2 separate regions of the Anas platyrhynchos genome follow, and region 2 is linked to region 1. A link is a contact called in public Hi-C data. All regions are on one chromosome and are shown on one strand. The core of a region is the stretch at or near the end of the contact, and the rest is flanking DNA. Distances in the headings are between cores, read along the strand shown. Region 1 overlaps POLR3B (RNA polymerase III subunit B). Region 2 overlaps POLR3B (RNA polymerase III subunit B).

Evidence for each region. Hi-C and Micro-C count contacts between places; a contact is called where the count stands out from the background.
Region 2: a Hi-C map of F5 follicle shows a contact between it and region 1, with 3 times the contacts expected there. The contact joins two enhancer-like sites. A contact is called at or near these places in 3 of 8 Hi-C or Micro-C datasets (F1 follicle, F5 follicle and small yellow follicle).

The regions. Positions count from the first base shown.
Region 1 is chr1:57,093,643-57,097,922 of IASCAAS_PekinDuck_T2T, reverse strand. POLR3B (RNA polymerase III subunit B) reads left to right here. Exons shown (of 28, transcript XM_027449743.3): 24 at 1,482-1,585; 25 at 2,476-2,642. Among named protein-coding and RNA genes, the nearest start is that of RFX4, 19 kb to the right of the region's middle. Within about 2 kb of position 1,297, at least 4 of the 8 cell types and tissues checked have an H3K27ac peak or open chromatin away from gene starts, as enhancers often do. A contact at or near this core is called in F5 follicle, where this site is marked.
Region 2 is chr1:57,129,875-57,134,322 of IASCAAS_PekinDuck_T2T, reverse strand. The region is part of intron 12 of POLR3B (RNA polymerase III subunit B); the gene reads left to right. Among named protein-coding and RNA genes, the nearest start is that of POLR3B, 23 kb to the left of the region's middle. Within about 2 kb of position 1,297, at least 1 of the 8 cell types and tissues checked has an H3K27ac peak or open chromatin away from gene starts, as enhancers often do. A contact at or near this core is called in F5 follicle, where this site is marked.

The DNA.
Region 1 (4,280 bases), core at 48-2,547:
GTATTTATGCATATAATTTTAGGATAAAAAAAACTGTGTACACAGGAGATGGTGTTTTTTTGTTTGTTTGTTTTTTTCTCATTTTCAGCAAATGATTGCTGCTTGGTGGGGAGGGATAAAAGGATGTTATCGATTTATCATAATGGAACAATGAAAATTAATTTCAATAGGTTCAAAAACTAAATATGACCCCCACGCCCAGACACTCCGCTCCTTTTTTTTTTTTTTTTTCTCCTACCCCCTTCCCCCATGCTTACCATTCTCATTCTATTAACTACTGTCCCGTACACCTATCCCTGTCTTGCTTGGACAGTGGAAGAGGAGCTCCCTCCTGAGCAGACGCCGATATCCCCCTGTGAAGTGGCTGCTCGGGGGATGCCTTTTTAGGGATGTAACCCGCACCCTCAGTCATCCAGGAGCCCCCTCCGCTCCAAGGCTGTTCCCAAAACGTGCTCTGGCAGTTGCAGCAGGCTGCTCTCAAATAGCTTGCAGGCTTTTTCAGTTCTGAGGGCTTCTGGAAGAAATTGTCCAGCTGAAACAGTAGCTGTGCTTCAAAGGAGCGCAGGCTTAAGCAGCTGCATTTTAGCACCTGAATTTGTGTGTTAGATCTCTCGGTCATTTCGAGCTGCAGTATTTTAATCTGCAGAATTCACAGTTGTAAGGGAGAGAAAGGAAAATTTCGCCACGTATGACAGGCTATTTGAAATGAGTTTTTGTGCTTCTGTTTAACGTGGCACAAGTAGCTTTAGAGTTTGGCTTTTTGTTTGTTTGTTTTGCTTCCAGTAATCTGGTGAGATTGAAAAAAACTTTTTGATTTTTTTTTTCCAAAAGGTACAATTTTTGTTTGTTGACTGACAAAACACAAGCAGTATGAGGAGTGGACTGTACTTGGTAATTTATTGGGAGCAGTCTTTGCTCAGCAAATGAATGCTACCTGAAAAAACATCCTTTTGTTCTCATTTTTAGTATTTTCTCCTAATCTCCCCTCAGTTGCTGTCAAAACCTGACTTCGTTTGTTTTTATTAAGTATTAATAAAGAGATTAAGTATTAATAAAGAGTACATTAAAGAAATTCTGAATTGATGATAGAGAAAATAGAGACCTGCTTTCTTTCTTTTTCCCCACCCCCTAGAAATAACAGTATCAGCTCTAAAAACTGTGTCTCCTTTGAGATATTCCAGACTGATTGGTCAGAAGTTTCTGGTTGCCTCTGAAAACTGTATCTAAAGCTTTCTTCCCTAATTTGCTAGCTCACAAATCACTGGGAGCATTATGTAAGGGTATGCTAATTTCGCCAGTCCTGTCACAAGGGCTCTCTTCTAGCCTGCAGGTTGCGAGCACTGGTCATGGTAATGAATCTGGGTAAAAAGTGATCCATGAGAAAGAGAGGAGGAGGAAAACACTAAAGAAAAATCTGGTGATGAGCGTCAGCCCTGCTGGTGGTTTGCTGTTTGTGAATTGAAATGTTCTCTCTTCTGCAGGGGTGTGCGGACTGATTGTTCCTCAGGAGGACATGCCGTTCTGCGATACAGGGATCTGTCCAGATATCATAATGAACCCTCACGGCTTCCCATCGCGTATGACGGTTAGTGGCTATGTTGTGTGATTCAGGAGGCAGTGTTCCCCAATAAAGAAAGTGAAGTGGATTAGCCAGAAGAAGCAAAAAATTTGAACCACGCGGTCACACTGAGAATATTCTGCAGTCACCGTGCCACGTGCTTGCTCTCTTATGAGTAGTCAGCCATCTGTTTGGCATATTTTGAAACATCCTGCTGTAAAAAAGTAGGGATGTGGGCTGTTTTGTGCATCATCCTCATTTTGTTCACCATCGAGCTAATAGAAGAGCAACCAGGTACCTCAGTTCTGCCTTTTCCCTTTGAAAATTTCTTGCTCTCCTTCCCAGTTGGCTATGCCCACTAGGCCAGCTGGGGGCAGACTGGGAGGGGAAGAGTGGAGAGGAGTCTCAGTCATAGTTCCTGACCTATATAACTCTTTACATTACACATGCCTCCCTGGAATTCATGCAAGGCTCATACCTGTGATGCTGAGCCGTGCTAGATAAATTACAGCCTGGCCTTTTATATGGGACCTCCATGATCACTTGGTACAGCCTCTGGTCTTTTTGTCTTTGTTAGCTTCTTCTGTTTCCCCCGCTGCACCGTAGCGTGTTAACCTCTGCGGCTGTCTCCCAGTGCAGAAGGCCACGTTGGACCATGCTCACTTTTCAGACAAGTGGAAAAAATGGGGCTGCCTGACTCTGGACCTTCAAGGGATCCCACACCCTGTCTGTTTTTCACCCCTTCACACAGGCATAGTTCCTGACCTCCTTGGGTTTCTTCCACTCTTTTAATTGTGTGCAGTAACCCAGGTTGCCGTCTCAGACTCTTTGTCTGGCTAACCAATGCTGTGACTGACCCAGAGATGTTCTGGCCCATACTGGAGAGCCCGCTGTTAACTCTGCTTTTCCTGTCACAGGTAGGAAAGTTAATTGAACTCCTGGCTGGAAAGGCTGGGGTGCTCGATGGCAGGTTTCACTATGGAACAGCTTTTGGAGGCAGTAAAGTTAAGGATGTGTGTGAAGATCTTATTCGCCATGGTTATAACTACCTAGGGAAGGACTACGTAACATCTGGTATCACCGGGTAAGAATCTGCTGCATAGATTTAGATGTTTCAGGGGAGTGGGGAAATCCTGTTGAGGCACATCTGAAAAAGCTGCTTATGTCTCGGAGCTCAGGAACTTTCTGTTATTGACAAACCGCTCTGTGAGATGGAGGCAAGAGGCTGAAGAATGGGGTACTTCTTTTTTCTTAAAAGCGTTTTGTGGTTCCACACTGTAAGAATTATTAGTATTTGCATGGCTCTAACGTGAATGGCCATTGTAGTAGACATGAAAATCTCCCAACTTCTTCTGCATGACAAGAAAAGTAAAATCAAGGTTTTCCTTCTGAGAGATTGAAAGAAATTTCAAGTTTTGTTGGCAGCAATTCTCATATATGCTCAGAATCAGATTAGCATTTTCATATTGTCTTTAATAGTACTGTAAAATATGGATTTGGAAGCAGGTGTCTGTGCCTTGGGAATATTTTGTGTGTGCTCTTTTTTCTTTTTTTTTTCCCTCTTTCGATTACACAATGATTCAGTCTGGCATAATACTCTAATCTGCAAACTTCCTGCTGTGCTGATCAGACCAGCTTCTGAGACACAGAGTTCAAAGAACGTAAGATAGTTTAGGAACAGGAAAAGGCCATATGGCTCCACATGCCTGCCCTTCCAAAATGCATCTTAATCCTACCTTCCTGCTATTTTTATTATTCTCCCAGTCCCCTTCTTCACAAGGAGTAAGTTTTGCTCTCTGTTGTAAGTTGTTGGGTTTTCTGTTGTTTTGTTTTATTTTAGTTTTTCCTACCAACTTATTCCATATGTTTGCCTTTTGTTTCAGACAGATTTTATTCACTTTACCCACTCCATATTCCATAAATTCTTTATGACATATTGCAGCATTCGAAATGTTTTTTGTTAATACATTGTGAACATTGTTAAAACAAATCTGTCTAATCTTGTTTCCTGGGAAGAATAAAATCTTGCTGTAAAAATCCCTTGCCCCAAACTTTAACTTTGTACTACTTTATTTAGAGATTTGCTTTAGATACTTGTATTCTTCCAGGCAAATTTCACCTACTTCATTTATTTTTTATGAAATTTGAAGGCAAATATGCATGGAAGTTCCAAATATGTGTGCAAATTCCAAATGTCTAATTATATTTTATTATTTGTCTAGGTGGGCAGCTTTTGGAATAGCACTGCATCATGTCAGTAATGCCTGAATGGGAGGTTGTCTCCTGCTTGTTTTTACATTGCACATACATGTATATTTCTAAAAATAAATCAGTGGCAGTGCTGAGTTTCTCTGTTAAATCTAGTTGTTCTTAGGGAGTGCTGAAGGTGGTAGCTGGGAAGTGACTGAGTGCTTTCAGCTGTTGCTTTCTGATCTTCAGATGCTGATGCTGCTCTTACGGTTGGGATGACAGAAGTCTTTAGCCATTAATCCAGCTCACAGAAATGAGTAACACCCTCTGTGCTGCTTACAGATGTTCCCAAGTTGACACAAGTGCTTAAATGCAGTTCTGAAGAGTCCTTTTACCCTGCTCATCTCAGTCCCCAGTGCCAGCCTGGGCACTCTTGTCTCTCTCTTGGGGTAAATGTGTGCTAACTGTGAATGTTATCTTTTGTGTTCTTTTTTTTTCTTTTTTTTTTTTCTTTTTTTTTTTTTTTCCTTCA
Region 2 (4,448 bases), core at 48-2,547, 36 kb before region 1:
TGCTGTGCTCTGTATGAATTTAAGTTGGAATCTTAGTGCTCAAAATTGTCTCTGCTTATTAGAAATCCAGACACGTATACAGAATGCACCAGGCTGGAGAAGCTATGCATCCAGTTCTGTACATCGTTTGTACTGGGATTTCTGTTGCAGCAATGGAAATGCTCATTTGTATTGTACTTCTTAAGATGTCCTTGCATCTTCAAGATGGCCTTATAGGCCTCTTCTCCTTCCCACTTTGCCTTGTCTTCCATCCACACATGGGAACACACACACACACACACTGCACAATCATTTCAGAGTAAAAGTAAAAATGTGCTTTACTTCCTAGTTTCCTGAAAACCTAAGATGACACTCTTGAATACACTAAATAAAACTATGAAAACAAAAGATAAAACTATGAAAACTCATAACCAGTTAGGAAAGAAATTCCTTTCTTTACATTAGTAAGGGACTGTCCATCAAGCTTCTACTCTTGTACCAAAGCAGAATCTACCTTTAAGGCGTAATGCTCGATAGGAAGACAGTGCAATATTCTAGTTCGATGAAAGTTTTAATGTGTAATGGATTTTTATCTGTTTGTTTTTTTGTTTGTTTGTTTTTTCTGTTGTACTGTTGCTGTAGATCAGTATGACTGTAATCAATGTAGTTAGTGCTCTGCCATCGTATTATTTAACTGGATTGAGAAACAGTTGGGTTTTCCTAATAATTTAGAGGCAGAAAATAGAGCAGGTAAAAAGTTTTGTACAAGCTGTACGAAAAAGGCTTCTGCGCACAAATGTTAACAGATGAAGTCATTTTAAATTAACTGGGGAGGGGGGTTAAATGTAGAGGATCATCATAACAAAGGCAGTGCATATTTTTTCTACATCAAGGAGAACTGTGCAGGGGGGGTTGTAACGCTTGATTAAGAGTAGTTCTGGATCCCTTGTGATATTTTAAAGGCTCATTTCAAGCTGAACACTTGAATTCCTCTCTGCCATGTTATCAGTGTAATATTAATTTGATTGGATTACAGACTAAAAAGCCTAGAGATCATTTGTCAGTTTCTAAATGTTTGTGTTTAGCTAAAGTTTGTGTGATTAAAATGGGCAGTGAGGGTTTTTTTGTTTTGTTTTGTTTTTGTCTTAATGCCAGCATGTTCCTGGAATAAAAATCCTGTTGATTTAAAATTTGAATAAAGAAAAAAAAAAGAAAAGATTCCCATGTGAGGAGAAAAACATAGCAGTCTAAACAATGTAAAGACATAAAAGGCATTGTGTTTATAAAGATGTGTGAAAACAATAGCTGCTAATTTCACACCCCATGGGACAAGAGAGTACGAAATGTGCTTTAGCTTTAGATAACAGAGTTGTATCCACTAGCCAAGCTGGTTTACAGAGCTTTCTCTTAGTCTTGCTGCCACTAGAGGCTTGGTAGGCCAGGTGCCAGCTGAGGTGTTAGCAAAACCTACCGATTTCAGGCTTAATCTTTTCACCTACCTTTTCTGTTTCCTTAATGTGTTCATTATTTGCTAAGCATTACTCTGTTCTTTGTCCTCATTTTTTTTTTGTTTCTAATGCAGCTTGCTTTGTATGGGTGAGATATGGAACAGCACCAAAATCCGGCACCCTGGAAAGCAAGGGATTTCTACCCTGTGACAAAAGAATACCGCCTTGACTTCAGAGATTGCCTAATCCCAGCTGTTCTGATAATATAATTAAGGCTGCCTAATGTCTTTAATTTTGCAACCAGTTTGTGTGAAAGGGAGAATTTGGCACTCTAAAGGCTTAAACGCTAAATAGCAATCTCAAGGCGCCTAATTAGAATTCTCTGACATTAAGCTAATTGGTGAAACTGTATTTCAGCAGCTTAACTTCTTTATTAATTTTTCTTTGGATTTTCAATGAAAATCAATTGATGAGCTGTCAGAATTTTTTTTTTCTTAAATATAATTTGCTCTTTAGCGATCCTGTCTTAAGCAGGCTGAAAGGCCCTGGACTAACTATGAAATCCACTGAATATTATCACTGGCATTCCATCCTTTTCCTTTAATCACTTACTCTTGACCTAAATAATGTGGTTATTGTGAGACTCTGCCTTGCCAGATAGTCAGAGCTCTTACAGACTGAGAGTCTGTGAGTGAAATTAGCAAAGTGTTAAGCTTTTCAGACTGGCAAATACGGGCAAGTTCATGTACTTGGGGTGTAACTTACTTTACTAGTTCAGAGCAGAGGAAGGATGATGTGACTTTATAATCTCTACAGCACGCGGAGTTAGGAGTTTTGATTTCTTGATCATAAAATTTTTAAAATATGAAAGCATTTTCCGGAGTGACCTTTGTTAAATGTCCTGCTCAGAAACCTGTTGATATCGTATTTATACCATGATTGATTTCAAAAGATTTCTTATTTAACAAGACTTTCAGACATCTTAAAACTGCATGCATCCCTTCCCTTTTCCCTCCATTTGAAATACGTCCCTCATAATCAAATTTTTTTTGAGACACCAGTGAGTTCTTCTTAATATGATGCTTCATAAAAGGTGTTTTTACTTCTGAGGAAATTCTTCTATAATGAGCTGTAACATCGCAGGTGTGTTGCAGGTGACTGGATTTCTTTTGATAAGAGTGAGAGGGTATCATCTAGTAAAGGTGAGTAGCACTGTAAGGATCAGGAATGGCAAGAGGCTTCCTTCCTCTCATACCAGGTCCAAAAAAAAAAATATAACAACACTTAATCAATTTCTAGCAAAGACTTTGTGCCCTAAATGGAAAAAGGATGCCATTTCTGTCAAGAGTTAACAAACAGTGTGTTGTTATTGGTTTGTGTGGTTGGTTTACTGTTTGGTAACTGAGCAGTAAGTGTTCCCTATGTATTGTAGAGTGTTGAAGGTACTCCAATCTTACTCTCTGTTAAGGCCAGTGAGAGTTTTTTGTTGCAAATCATATGCCTGTCTTGAGTTTCCAGTGCTTTTTGGTTATTCCTAAGTGCATATGTGATGCCAGTGAAAAGGGTATTTTATAATTTAGATCCTTGCTTTACAGGACCATTTGCCAGATGTTTTGGCCAGCCCAGCTGGGACATGTAGGTGGAGGAAAGCAAGTGAAAACTCGTGGCCCATCCCATTGATAGAATAACGTGTGGTTTGCTTTCTTTGCTTCCAGAAGGGAAAGAAATGTTACAACTGTGTTTAATGGAGACCGTTATAATTCAGTTTAATTCTGTACATACAGAAATTAAACTGTACAACTGACTCCAGGAAGTCTTAGCTTGTGATGGCTGAAAATTTAACTTGTTCAGCCTCCCTGTGCCGTGTATGCTGGGAACATCCAGCATTTGGTAGCTGCTGCATTTTCAGTCCTTCTGACATTTGGAGCTGCTGTAAAATCAAGTCCCTTGACAGGATTGCCAGGTTTTAGAATTTACACTGCTCGCTAATCATTGTGAACACTTAAAATGTGTCATGCAATGTTGTTTTAAGTATTTTGGAAAACTGTTAGTATCTGCAAGAAGAGGTTGAACAAGCAAAAAAGGTCAGGCTAGAAACTTTATTAGTATTTTTCTTCTATGGAGATTTTAAGAACTAGAAGTAATTAATATGCATATAGAGGAAATAATTGGCTTAAATTTTAGCAATCCTGAAGAGTTGTATTGCTGTTTTATTCCAATTCACTTGTGTTAGGTAGCTTCATTGTTTATTTTTGTTATTTTTTGGGGAGAGAAGTGGAAGAGCACTGCACTTTTCAGATAGTACTACTTGTGGAAAAAGATGACAGGTGTAGAATCAAGTGGGCAGTCTGACTGTCTGATTAGTTTTTCGTAGATTCTGGTTTTCAGAAGTAGTAGGATAAAAGTGTATCTGAGTGATGAAGCTGCCTACAAAACCTGAGACACGTCTTTCCAGCTGTTGAGAGCAGAGGTTGTTTCTGAACCCTTAAAAAGTCTCTAGCTCTGCTTGTCCAGTAGTTATGGTAACTGCTCACCTTCTGTGTTTCGTTCTGGTCGTGCAAACTGTGCAGTGCCTCCAAACTTTGTCCTGCTGAGTTGCTTCCCGTAACAGCCCATGACAGTTGTGTGGGTATCTGTCTTGTCCATTTTAAGGAGCTCCTGGGAAAGGGCACTTTAAAAGGCCTTTTTTACTTTTGGTAATAGAATATCTCAAAGTGACTCTTCATTTGTTACTTTACTGCAATTATTGCATCTAGTGTTAAAACAGAAGCTGGTCTTGCCTCCAAATCCTGTGTGCAATTCTGGATTGTGCATTTAGGATATTAAATATTTAAAAGACGTTGTCACTTTGCTTTCTGCTATAAAATAAATTCTCTAATATTGTGCTTCATTTTAATAAGCAAAAATCTTGTGATAAAAATATAAAGTGAGAATCAGACAGGATATTTTTAACTGATCAGAATTATAAAGGTAGAAATATTAAAACATCTGTTTTGTTCCCCCAGTTTCCAAGACCTGGAG